Regions from separate parts of the Mus musculus genome. Here region 1 is linked to region 2. The links are chromatin contacts, called in public HiChIP or PLAC-seq maps. All regions are on one chromosome and are shown on one strand. The core of a region is the stretch at or near the end of the contact, and the rest is flanking DNA. Distances in the headings are between cores, read along the strand shown. Region 1 holds the start of Snhg3 (small nucleolar RNA host gene 3). Region 2 holds the start of Dnajc8 (DnaJ heat shock protein family (Hsp40) member C8).

What was found. HiChIP or PLAC-seq counts read pairs in DNA pulled down with a chosen protein or histone mark.
Region 1: a contact with region 2 is called in an RNA polymerase II HiChIP or PLAC-seq map of embryonic stem cells, with 28 read pairs. The contact joins the promoter of Snhg3 here to the promoter of Dnajc8 in region 2. A contact is called at or near these places in 11 of 39 promoter capture datasets (the C10 cell line, the HPC-7 cell line, cranial neural crest and 7 more), 1 of 15 datasets of contacts at CTCF or cohesin (large pre-B cells), 14 of 484 Hi-C or Micro-C datasets (CD4 T cells, DN3 thymocytes, the G1E-ER4 cell line and 7 more), 23 of 115 datasets of contacts at active chromatin or transcription factors (the 230-238 cell line, the SCID.adh cell line, bone marrow-derived dendritic cells and 12 more) and 3 of 9 other capture datasets (adipose tissue, liver and pancreatic islet).

Annotation. Positions count from the first base shown.
Region 1 is chr4:132,349,504-132,355,996 of GRCm38.p6, reverse strand. It overlaps Snhg3 (small nucleolar RNA host gene 3), which reads left to right and starts at 2,311. Exons shown (of 3, transcript NR_003270.2): 1 at 2,311-2,400; 2 at 3,299-3,334; 3 at 3,754-4,064. Snora73b (small nucleolar RNA, H/ACA box 73b) reads left to right here and starts at 3,471; the gene lies at 3,471-3,675. Snora73a (small nucleolar RNA, H/ACA box 73a) reads left to right here and starts at 3,018; the gene lies at 3,018-3,222. Phactr4 (phosphatase and actin regulator 4) reads left to right here. Exons shown (of 13, transcript NM_001161797.1): 13 at 1-74. RefSeq lists a cis regulatory region at 2,053-2,572.
Region 2 is chr4:132,532,384-132,538,882 of GRCm38.p6, reverse strand. It overlaps Dnajc8 (DnaJ heat shock protein family (Hsp40) member C8), which reads right to left and starts at 3,324. Exons shown (of 9, transcript NM_172400.3): 1 at 3,220-3,324; 2 at 595-696. The coding sequence starts at 3,297. It overlaps Atpif1 (ATPase inhibitory factor 1), which reads left to right and starts at 3,469. Exons shown (of 4, transcript NM_007512.4): 1 at 3,469-4,144; 2 at 4,948-5,401; 3 at 5,496-5,587. The coding sequence starts at 5,315.

The sequences.
Region 1 (6,493 bases), core at 1,062-3,561, 180 kb after region 2:
AAATACATAATTACGTTGTATATCAGCCTTCCTACCAATCTTAATTATTAAAGTATTTTAGAATATCAAAAAAACTGAATTTGTGTTACTTTTTACTTTTTTAGTGCTGGGCATTGAGCTCAGGCCTCATGCATGTTAGACAGTCACCCTAAGCCATATCCCTCACCTCTGGTCTTTTGTTTTATTCAAGAAGATTAAAACAACTTAAAAGTGACACCCAAAATACTGCTAACGACTTCAAATAAAAAGAAGATAAATGATAATGTTAAATGTAGCCAGAAGTGAAACTATCATGTTTGTTTGTTTCTCTGAACAAACAAAAATCACAGGGCTGGGATATAGCCCAGTAGAGCACTTGCCTGGGATCCCTGTGTTCAGTTCCCAGCATCAAACAAGACAAAGTGTTCCCGGTGGGTGCTTCTGAAGCCAAGAAGGGTCAGAAGTTCAAGGTCATCTTGAATAATATAACAAATTCAAAGCCAGCCAGCATAGCCCAGGGTATATGATATTCATTCCCCGGCCCCTCTCTCTAAATTGCAGAGAGAGGAGTATTGGGAACCCCCTATGTCTGGTAACTCCACTAGGTGCCTCACCTGCCTAACCACTCCCCACCCTGTCTGGAAAATGAGATTGTGTAGGTCAGGGTTGGTTTTTTTTTTTTTGTTTTTTGTTTGTTTGGTTGGTTGGTTTTGGTTTTTCGAGACAGGGTTTCTCTGTATATCCCTGGCTGTCCTAGAACTCACTTTGTAGACCAGGCTGGCTTCGAATTCAGAAATCCGCCTGTCTCTGCCTCCGGAGTGCTGAGATTAAAGGCATGCGCCACCACTCACGGCTGTTTTTTTTTGTTGTTTTGTTTTTTTTTGTTTTTGTTTTTTTGTTTTAAAGGTCAAGACAAATACTATATATATATATATATATATTTTTTTTTTTTTTTGTTTTTGTTTTTGTTTTTGTTTTTTTGAGACAGGGTTTCTCTGTGTAGCCCTGGCTGTCCTGGCACTCACTTTGTAGACCAGGCTGGCTTTGAACTCAGAAATCTGCCTGCCTCTGCCTCGAGAGTGCTGGGATTAAAGGCATGTGCCACCACGCCCAGCTGACAAATGCCATTTTTACATATGTTTGAGAACAAGGAGTTTCAACAGTCCCTTACAAGGATTAACTCAATATGGCCCACAGCTGAATGAACCTCAGGTTGGTGTCACCAGGCTGGTGTCACCAGAGTGGCTGGTACTGCCTGTCCTCTCTGGCAGGCTGCCCAGTTTCTGCCCAGGGCACCTCAGCAGTGACTCATTTGCTGCTTGGCACTTGGCACATTACCCTTCCCTAAGCGTGAAAAGAAACCAGTAGTCAGAACTTTTTGTTGGATGTTTCTCTGATCCCATGTTCCCGTGGTCCAGATTATTAGGTCTCCCCTTGTTCCTGCAGCTTTGGGGTTAAAACATCTCCAGAAGGTTGTTCTGAAGGTTCACACTGCCCACTGTTTTTCGTGGAGAGAGACTGAGGTCTGAAAAACCATGTCAGAAAGGAGAGGGCAGAGCCAACAAGATGGCTCAATGGGAGCTGGGTGTGGTGACGCACGCCTTTGATCCCAGCACTCTGGAGGCAGAGGCAGGCGGGTTTCTGAGTTCGAGGCCAGCCTGGTGTACAAAGAGTTCCAGGACAGCCAGGGCTATACAGAGAAACCCTGACTCAAAAAACAAAACAGAAAAACCTACACCATCACGCCCAGACAGCCATTCTTTCAAATAAATATTTCACAACAACATTCATCAGGCTTAATTTCATGTCTTAAAAATCTGGGAAACAGCATTAGTGTTTTGTTTTTGTTTTTTCGAGACAGGGTTTCTCTGTGTGGCCCTGGATGACCTGGAACTCACTCTGTAGACCAGGCTGGCCTTAAATTCAGAAATCCGCCTGCCTCTGCCTCCTGAGTGCTAGGACTAAAGGCGTGCGCCACCCTCCCGCCTTCAACCAGGAATCTTAACCACTAAGCCACCTCTCAGGCCCCCTCCATGGGAAGTTTTTAATTGTAGCATCTATGTTCTGTATCAACTGTTCCTTCCACAAACAAAGTAGATTCAAACTCTGGAATCTAGAAAATATTTCTCTAGGCTTTTTTTTTTTTTTTCATTTTGCATATACCAGTGTATCCAGGCCGAGAGGACAAACCTCACAAGCTCAACAATTTCACGCTAAGACCGCCAACACCTTAGTAGGGTAAAAGTTCTCGATCCCATCAGCCTTAGCGCATTTCCAATGCTTCTAAGTGAGCGTAACCCTGCGCAGGCGCAGGCATAGTCGACCACGCCTGACTTCCGGGCGTTACTTAAGGTATAAATATGGCTGCGTCGGCGCGGGTCTGTCTCTCTAGGCGTCGCTCTCTTGGTGTGCTTGTTCTTGGTGAGTACAGTGCGCTGCTCTCGGCTGCTGAGGGTTTGCCCGCGCGGTCCCGCACGGGCTCCGCAGACAGGCAGGGTCGCGGCTGGGCGGACCCGGTGTGGGAGGCCGGGCTCACTAGCCGAGCATGGCGTGAGGTCACGCGCCTCCGAGCCCAGTAACCGTTTTCTTTCGGGGATCCCAACGCTCGCAGGATTATTGCCTGGGAGACTGAGTTGGTCTACGCACTTTCCTTTAATGTTCACTTTAAGAGGACAGGGTCTTTGGTTCCTGCCTTGTGATTTGAAGTGTTAGCCGCCTTCCAGCGTTCGGTTTTAACTTAATCATTTCGCCTTGCTTCCCAGTTATACTTTCTCTTCACCTTGTAACGGGATTTCTGCAGTTTTTTGTTCATTAATCTCCCATTTTTCAGAGGACCCTTTTTTAGGTAGATAATTTCTGGATAGTTTGGTTCCGATGGGGGTGTTGTGTTCTGTTTGCTTCAAGATCTGAAAAGGTGGCTGAAGTCTGTAGTCACAGCACTCTGGAGACAGGCGTTTTTGGGGTTTTTCCTCCAGCTGGAGGTCTGGCAAAAGGACCCTGTGGCATTTTGTCAAAAAAAAAGACATTACCATGACTATCCGACGTGGATATCCCGGGAGGTCACTCTCCCCGGGCTCTGTCCTAGTGGCGAGCGGGAGCTTAGGGCATTGCCCGGTGATGTACAGTCCCTTTCCACAACGTTGGAGATAAAGCTGGGCTTTCGAGTCTGCGCCTGCATATTCCTACGACTTCTCAGAGTCCTGTGGACCATGACTGAGGAGACAAACCATGCAGGAAACAGTTTTTTAAGTCATGCAATCTGGGGGTGCGTCCGAGTACTCTAAGGGTTTAACTTACTGATTAAAGTCTTCTCTTGCAGACCCGGTCAATGATTTCAGGTACTTTGTTGATGGAGGTACGTTCACCCTGAGGCTGGCTTAGTGCTTTCTGCTCCATGTGTACGTTATTAGTGATATACACTGTGTGTGTGGGGGGGGGGGGTGTAGTCGCCTGTTGAAGTTGACTAAACGTTTGGGTGCTAACCAGACATTCCAACGTGGATATCCCGGGAGGTCACTCTCCCCGGGCTCTGTCCTAGTGGCGAACGGGAGCTTAGGGCATTGCCCGGTGATGTACAGTCCCTTTCCACAACGTTGGAGATGAAGCTGGGCTTTCGAGTCTGCGCCTGCATATTCCTACGACTTCTCAGAGTCCCGTGGACCATGACTGAGGAGACAAACCATGCAGGAAACAAAAATTTAAATTCCTAAGGCTTTTGGTATGTCAACTTTAGGAACCTGATGTTTGTGTTGTTTTTTTTTTCCCCTCTTCCAGGAAAGAAGAGAATCAGCGGGGGCACCTACTGAATAGTTATTATATACAGCGTGCTAAAATTTTGTCTGTTACAGCCTCGGCCATTAGAAGCTGGGGCAAGCTTTTCTGCCTACTTAACTCTGGTAAATACATTTCTTTTGATAGGTTATGTCTAGATTTGAGAACCTTCACCATGGTTCTCATTTTTTGAGGTCCCAACAGGTTTCCCCCAGACCATATTATATAAACCATATATGTCATTTTTCTGTTCCCACATTCTCTGTAAGATTATTGTCATAAGTTAAAATCTGAATTAAAGCATTTGAATGTCTTTTCCTGTGATTTAATGTGTGTGTGTGAGCAGAAGGCTGCAGGTGGGTCAGGATAAACCCTGAGTGAGTGCTTGGTCCCTCCAAATACTAAGATTGTTCCTTCCTCTGCTCTGGAGTGTGAGATAGGAAACTGGTCGAATGGATGAGTTATGTGGGAAGTTAGTCCCAAGCAGTTCAACATGGATAGGCCTAACAGGGGCCTTATGATATGAGGTAGACTGGTCCCTAGGTCATAATGGAAAATTGATGACTCTGCTGCCTGCCTTGATCATGGAAAAGTTAAGACCCTCAGTGATGGGGCCACTGGGGAGATACCTTGAAGGTAGGCCTTAGAGATGCTGTGTTTCCCTGTTCTTGAAAATGGGTGTGAGAATTGGTGGCCTCTGGGGTTGGGGAGTGTTTGCACTTAGACCAGAAGGGATGTGAAGCAAAATGGAGCTGCAAGACTGGCTAGTGGAGCCCCTAGGTCTACTTTTTTTTAAAAGAATGATTTATTATATGAAAGTACACTGTAGCTGTCTTCAGACATCCCATAAAAGGGCATCAGATACCATTTAGGTTGTGAGCTACTACATGGTTGCTAGGATTTGAACTCAGGACCTTCAGAAGAGCTGCTCTTGCCTGCTGAACCATCTTGCCAGCCCAGACCTCTGATTTTTAAAGTAAAAAGCCATTTCACCTGCCCTTGTTTCTTGTACCTGGTCTTCCAGGTACAGCAGAAATTTCTGCCTGTGTTTCTTCACTTGTGATGAGCTGCCTGCCACTACCATGGCCAAGTGCTTCAGAGTGTTATTTCTTCCCTTGTGCAAGTACCCTTGATTGCCAAAATTTAATGGTTGTTTTGGTGACCTTCAGATGTCCTACCCATGTATACAACATGCTTACAATTCACTGTTTGACACAGGGCTGGGAGTATAGCTTAGTGCTTGCCTAGAGTGCGCGATGCCCTAAATTAGTAGGAAAGATTAGTTCCTAAACTCTAGAGCAGACCTGTCAAATTTAAAGCCTTCTAGGTTTACATGGTGAAATTCTGCAAAAGATAGGGAATCTTAGCAGTCGTAATTGGTACACACCTAACTGGATAGAGTGGGTGGGATGGCTCAGCAGTAAAGAGCACAGAACTATAAATGTCTAGTTCTATAATAAACTATAATAGCCTGTGTAGTCCTGACCTGGAACTCTAGACCAGGCTGGCTTCAAACTCCCATCTGCCTCCTAAGTGCTGGAATTAAAGGTGTGCCACACTACTACCCAGTCATATACAAGGTCTTATAAGAATAATGGGGTTGGGAATGGTTCAATGGTTAGAGCACCTACTACAGTATCCATGTAACATCCTGGCTTCCTGAACGCAGGTATGTATCGGGACAGTATGTACACAAGTATTTAACAAAAATGATTGGTGGGGATCTGAGCTAGCTTAAAAGTTAGGACACTAGTCTGGCATCTGAGAGGCCCTGAGTTCAAGTCCCAATGTTGACATTAAGTTGATAGCTCAACCCTAAACAGAAACAAGGTCCCAAAACCCCTCTAATGACTGACAACTTCTGGGACTCTCCTTTTTGTCTTTCAACACAGGGTTTCTTTGTGTAGCTTTGCTATCCTGGAGTTCCTTCTGTAGACCAGGCTGCTCTAGACCTCAGATTTGCCCCCCTGTGCCTCCCTCATTCAGGGATTAAGGTCCTGCACTGCTAACACTGGGCTGATTTCCCCCATTTTCTCAAGATTTATTATTTTATAAAGGCTTTTTAAATATATAATTTGTGCATCAGTGTTTTGCCTCTATAACTATGAAAGTGTCAGGTCCCCTGGAACTAGAGTTAGATGCTTGTGAGCTGCCATGTGGGTGGTGCAGAAAATTGAACCTGGATCCCCTGGGAGAGTGCTCTCAATGGTTGAGGCATGTCTTCAGCCCCCTACTAACATGTGAATGACTCCTGTGTGTTTGTGTACCATGTGCATGGAATCCCCTAGAAATGGAGTTAGATGGTTAAGAGGCTGCTCTTTCAGAGAACTGGAGTTTGGTTCTCAGCCTCACATCTGTAACTGCCCCAGAAGCTTCAACACCCTATTCTGCAGTCTGCATGCACTGGGCCCTCATGCACAAACCCACACACAGACAGACATAGTTAAAAAGAAATGATTTGAGGGGACTGGAGAGATGGCTCAGTGGTTAAGAGCACTGCCTGCTCTTCCAGAGGTCCCAGCAACCACATGGTGGCTCACAACCATCTGCAATGAGATCTGACGCCCTCTAATGGTGTGTCTGAAGACAACTGCAGTGTACCTTTTTATAATAAGTAAATCTTTGGGCCGGAGTGAGCAGGGTTGACTGGAGCAAGCAGAGCGAGCAGAGGTCCTAAATAAAATTTCCAACAATCACATGAAGGTTCCCAACCATCTATACAGCTACAGTGTACCCATATGCA
Region 2 (6,499 bases), core at 2,075-4,574:
ACATTCTTACTCTCATCTCTAGCTCCCTTCTCCCCTCCCTTCCCCCCTTCTCTCCACATAACCATGGCGGGCCTCTCTCTCTTTTTCCTTCCCTCTTTCTCTGTGCTTTTCTACAATAAAGCTCTAAAATCATTTAAAAAAAAATACACCAGCTGGCCAGGGCTGGAGAGATGGCTCAGCGGTTAGGAGCACTGACTGCTCTTCCAGAGGTCCTGAGTTCAATTCCCAACAACCACACGGTGGCTCACAACCATGTGTAATGGGATCTGATGCCTTCTTCTGGTGTGTCTAAAAGCAGCTACAGTGTACTCATATAAATATAATAAATACACCTAAGACAACAAAAAAACCCAGGTATGCTGGTTCATTTCCACAATCTCAGCATTTGGGAGGTTGAAGCAGGAGAATCTGGAGTTCAAAGCCAACCTTGAATACATGAGACTGTCTCAAAACAAACAAACAAACAAACAACCCTACTTACGTATACGTATGGAAAGCTGTCCACCATAGAAGCTACAGCAACAATAACGAACTCGTACATAACTGTCATATGCAAAGCTCTCCCACCAAACTCTACAGTAACAATCTACTCACCTCAAATGGGTTCAGATTAAAGTAAGAGGAACCAGGACGAGTCAATCTTTCAATTTGATTTTTGGATGTTAGAACTGAATCTCTCTTCTCTATTTGTTTCACCTAAAAGTAAAAGAATTGGTAATCCCATTAGTAAGAATAAGCTAAATATATCTACTTTAACACAACGCTAAAATGCTCAGCAGACAACGATTTATATCTCCCATGTCCAAGACACTTTGGTAACTGGAGAACAACCACAGCGGCGTAGCTATTTTACAATGATATTTCAGATCTCCACGTAAATGCTAAGCATGGCCGCGTGCGCCTGGAAACCCAGAGCTGGGCAGGGAGGAGACAGGGAGGCCCCCAGAGCTCACACCCTGCACAGCCCGGCTAAACTGCTGAGCTCCAGGTTCAGTGACAGGTCTTGTCTAAAAGAATAATATGGACAGTGAAAAACATATGACAATGACCTCTGTGCCCATTTGTGTATACATGTACGCTACATGCAATCTGTAAAATTCACATTTACTATGTAAACACTTCTCTCCAGGAGTATTAGCCACTCCACATTTTTTTTAATTATTTTGTTTTATGAATATGAATGCTCTATCTGCATGAATACCCACATGCCGGAAGAGAGCATCAGATCTCATTACAGATGATCGTGAGCTACCATGCAGTTATTGGGAATTGAACTCATGACCTCTGCAAGAGCAGCCAGTGCTCTTAACCGCTGTGCCATCTCTCCAGCCCCCATTATCCCATTATAGGGAAATTATGGCTTACAGAAAGTGAGGTTTCCAATTACCTAACTTGTTAGAAATTTACCCTATGTCTGACTCACAATCAGAGGTCGAGAGGATTCCCAGATACTAAACACAACTACCACCAGAGACCTATATAGCTGCATGTGGGTACAATTAATCTATCTTTTTTTTTCTTTTCATTTTGAAAGGCAAAATGCACACTGAACCATGACCTATGAGCAACATTCAACACCATTATGAAGGACTTACGAGGTGGCTCAGTTGGTGGAGTTCTTGCCTAGCATGCACAAGATCCTGGGTTTGACCCTTGGCAAAAGAAAACGGCTGGGTGTGGTGGCTCATTCCTGTACACGAGCACTTAGGAGGCTGAAGCAGGAGAGTGAGCCCTAGTTCCAAGCAGCCTACACTGCGAAGTGAGTAAAGCCACCTAAGCTTCATTGGGTACTTGTCTTAAAAACAAAAGGACAAGCAGGGTGATGGCGGCAACCATCTTTGACAGACACGGGTGGGTGATCTCTGTGAGTTCAAGGCAAGCCTGGTCTACAAAGCACCAGGACAGCTAGGGTTGTACAGGGAAACTCTTGTCTCAAAAAGCCAAAACTAAATTTAAAAAAATATAATAAAAACACAAGAGGGCTAAATCAGAGTCCGTGCTGATTGTCAATGTTGCACCGGGAAGCACAGGCCTTTCTTCTCTGTTTCCTGCCTGAGGATGTCAACTGCCCTGCCTCCATTTTCCACCAAGATGGACCAAAATTTCTCCAACTGTGAGCAATGCAAAATATGCTAACAATGTGAAGGAAAAAAATATTTCCTAACATAAAAAAAAAATTTTTTTTTTGTTTTTGTTTTTTGAGACAGGGTTTCTCTGTGTAGCCCTGGCTGTCCTGGAACTCATTCTATAGACCAGCCTGGCCCTGAACTCAGAAATCCGCCTGCCTCTGCCTCCCAAGTGCTGAATTAAAGGCATGAACCACCATCGCCCGGCTTACAAGTATTCTTATAAGCACAAGAGATAATGGCTCTGGTCCCAGCACTTTGGAGGCTGAAGCAAGAGGGTCCAACCTGGGCTACCAGAAAGTACTTAATTCGAAAACGACTGCTTTATAATTTTCAAGCTGCTTTTTTATACACGAAACCCTTTAATCGTCGTGAAAACTCTTACAATGTTAACTTGCCAGTGTGGGAACTGATGTCTTGAAATTTCAACAGCAGTTAGGCTAATTGCCTTGCGAGAACGCAATATGTGGGCCTCTGACGCCAGATAGCTAACTTTAACTCAGTTTATTCATTCATTTAATCAACGGATATATGCGAAACATCCACCACGCATTAGGCACTGGCGATGCAAATGTCAACAAGGCTCAGAGCAAGTTCACTCCTGTCCTACCTGACACCAAGAACGTATGCACCCTCTTAAGAGGTTCGTCATGTTAAAGATGGAGGGTTCACATACGCATTCTTGTCCCGATGAACAGTGCTCAGCACTGATAAGACCGCAGAAATCGCCACTCGCACAATTCATGGCAGAGGAGTGGGACAAGGGCCTCCTTCCTGTTTACAAATAAAAGTGGGTGCGCCGCAGCTCGGCCTCCGCCAGCCGGAGACTCCACCGCCAGCAGGCTGCACCGCGCGACCAGCAGCTCGCCGGGCCCCTCTCCGGGTCTGGGTCCACAGGCCCAGCCGCCCCGCCGCGTTCCGGGGACCTCAGTAGCCACAGTGGCGGTCGCGCATGCACTCCGCAGCCGATCCGCAGTCCCCAGGCCAGACGGCGCGGGCCAACGGTCCCAGGAGGCGCCTCGCCGGCCCCAGCCGCGGCGGACGAAGCCGGAGCACGGTCGTCCTAAGGCCACCATCCTTACTCCGGGCTCACCTCACTGTAGAAGGTCATAAATGCCTCCTCTGTGCTGCCTCCGCCACCCGAAGCACCACTCTCTCCCGAAGCCGCCATTTTCCCGGCTAACCACCACGTGACCGTTCTGCGCAAGCGCAGCCTCACGTAACCACCCAAGCCCGCCTTCCCGGACTCCCCGCCCGCCAGCTGAACTTAAAGGGGCCGAGACCTCTTTTTTTTTTTTTTCGGTTTTAGTTTTGGTTTTTCAGAATAAGGATAAAGTTTCATAGTGTTGCCCTGGTTGTCTCCAGTCTCTGACAGAAAGAAATCTGTTGTCTCTGGATATACCTATTATTATTCTGGACATTTCCCATGGATGGAATCTACTTATACAATTCTTATTTAGGTTTTTTTCATGTGACAGTTTTTTGGTTTTTTTGACCCAGGATTTCTCTGTGTAGCCTTGGTTGTCCTGGAATTCTCTCTGTAGACCAGGCTGACCTCAAACTCACAGAGATCTACATGACTCCCTGGAGTGCTGGAACTGGCCTGGGTAACCACCATGTACCAGTTTTTTAAGAGTTTATCCCAGTGGAGCCTATCCTGGTACTCCAGAGGCAGAGGTAGGCAGATCTTCTGAGTTTGGGGCCAGCCTAGTCTCTATAGTAAGTTTCAGGACAGCCAGGCCTGTGAAAAAAAAACTGTCAAAAAAATTTTTTTTTTTTTTACTGCATTTTATGGTGGCATCCAATTCCTCAAAGGTATGTCTATGCTATGATTTGTTGACCTCTTCAGTAGTTCAACATTTGGGGTCTTCTCACCTTTGGACCACTGTGAAATAGTATTATGAAGCTGGACATATGCCTGTAACCCCAACTCTGGGGAGGTGGAGACGGAAAGATGAGAAATTGGCTTCTTCACTGCGAGTTTGAGGCCATCCCGAGTTACAACAGATCTCATTGAGGTAGGGACAAAATCGGAAAATGGGATGGAAGCAATTATGAGCATGCATGTATAAGGATCTGTGCTTGGAGTTTGTTATTTAATTTTTAAAATTATACTTACTTATTAGTGGGGGCACAGTGTCACAATGCACATGGAGAGGTCAGGGAGAACAACTTTCAAGAGTCCGTTCTCTCCTTTCACCATTGGGGCCCAGCACTAGCCCTATGTGTGGGGGGCGGGGGGGGTGCGGGGGGGGAGTGTATGGGGGGGTGTGGGTGTTTATTCGTTTGTTTCTGAAAACAGGATCTTGTTATGAAGCCCTGGCTGGCCCAGAATTCCCTTTGTCGAATAGGCTAGATTAAGCTAGATTAAGCTCTTCCTGTGTGCCTCAGGAGTGCTGGGATTACAGGTTTGTACCACCAGTTCGCTTGATGTTCTTTTCAGTGTCCTTGTAGCCCGTCACCAAGTTATTAGGTCCATTCACCGACACATTGATACAGTTCAAAATTACTAATTCACTACCTACTAAGGCTCTGATGGCTTCACAAAGTAAACTGTGAGAAAGAACTCAGAAGCAAGGATAAAAAAAAATTGCTGTCAGGATGACTAGGAAGGTCAAAGAAGGGTTTCTCTGAGAAAGTGACATTTAAGGTGAGAGAAGGCACTGCAGTGGCAATATAACCAAAGAACAAGAACACCTCTTAAGAGATAAACACGATTTCATATGTATAAACAGAGGTTTGAGGTCGATATCCAGGCTGTCGGCATCCTAGGCATGGCTACCACAAACTTTGTGTTTCCCCAATCTATTCATGTCCATAGGGCTTGCCATCGTGTACATTTTTAATAAAATCGACCTTTGGACGGAAATTGTGCAGTGGGAGTGAACGAAATGCCTCATTCTAAAGAGACCAAAAGCCAAGATTCATCTTTTGACTTCGCTCTGTAGACTCCTGGGTCATGATGCGTTAGAGCCTTGTTTATTAACTGTTAACTAAGGGATAAATCCGCCTCCCTCTCAACAAACGCTGCAGATATCATAAGCCCCGCCCCCTCCCTCCTGATTCGCGGTTTCCGTGCTCGTCCCACCTCCCCGGCGTCTAGATTGGCAGTTCAGCCGCCCTCGCAGTTAGCGCGCTAGGAGAGAAGCAGCCACGCCCGCAACGCGAGCTGAGCAACGCCGAAGACAATGGCAGGCTCGGCGTTGGCAGTTCGGGCTCGGTTCGGTGTCTGGGGTATGAAGGTCCTGCAAACCCGAGGCTTCGTCTCGGACTCGGTAGGTGGCGGCACGGCCCAGCGCCCATCGCGGGGCGCAGGTTCTCTCTCCCTTGTTGTGCCTTTTCTTTTCACGTCCACGACTCTCTTTGCAGTCGGATAGCATGGATACGGGCGCTGGCTCCATCCGAGAAGCTGGTGGAGCCTTCGGAAAACGAGAAAAGGCTGAAGAGGATCGGTACTTCCGGTGAGGCCCACCTGGTCCCAAGTCCAGCCCCCAGTCGTCCTCCCTGTCCTTTCTACGCTCTCTGTCGCTCCACCCATCTTTACCTGGTCCCTTGGGGCGCCCATCTTCTGGCAGAATTCCAAGGCTGATGAAGCCATCGGGTCGCCTCGTAGTCGAGACTGCTAGTATCGCACTGCTGGCCTCCCAGCCAGCCTTAAGCCTTTTACACCGGTTCTGCAGGACTCAGCCCAAGGGTAGTCTCCTAATTTATCGTTTGCTGTCATCTTCCCCGCATTTCCCCCGCAGTCATCCCCTCTGCACCCCTGGTTGTGCGAGACTCCCCCAGGTGCTCCGAGCAGTGTTTACAACTAGCCAGAACATGCAGAGCCTCTGAGCCCGGCTCACTCACCTGTCACCCCCATCTTTTCTCCCCAACTTCCCTCTCCTCTCTTTAGTTTTTGTAAGGCTGTGTCCATTCCCTGAGGCCTCAGATCCTGTCAGCCATTTCTAGATCCTCCACGTGTCTCCAGTTCTCATGATCTAGATAGTAGCTGCTCAAGGTTAGACTTCCCCCACTCCGGGAGACTTGCACTACTCAGGCCCTGGGTTGTACATTTCTCTGGACTGGTTAGAAATAGGGAGTGGACTAGGTCTATCTACAACCTTTTCCCGGCCCTGAGTTATCTTTAACTTCTGTCCACTGGAGAGCAGCCAGAAACTAATCTTGCTTCCGTTTCTCCTTTGGTCTGCGTCCTAAGCCCATAGGGGTTGTTGCTCATTTATGGAATAAGAACTTAAACAGAGACCTGGATTTCAAGTCTCAGTACCCAAAAAAAACAAAACAAAAAAAAACAATTATCAGGGGGCTGGTGAGATGGCTCAGCGGGTAAGGGCACTGACTGCTCTTCCAAAGGTCCTGAGTTCAAATCCCAG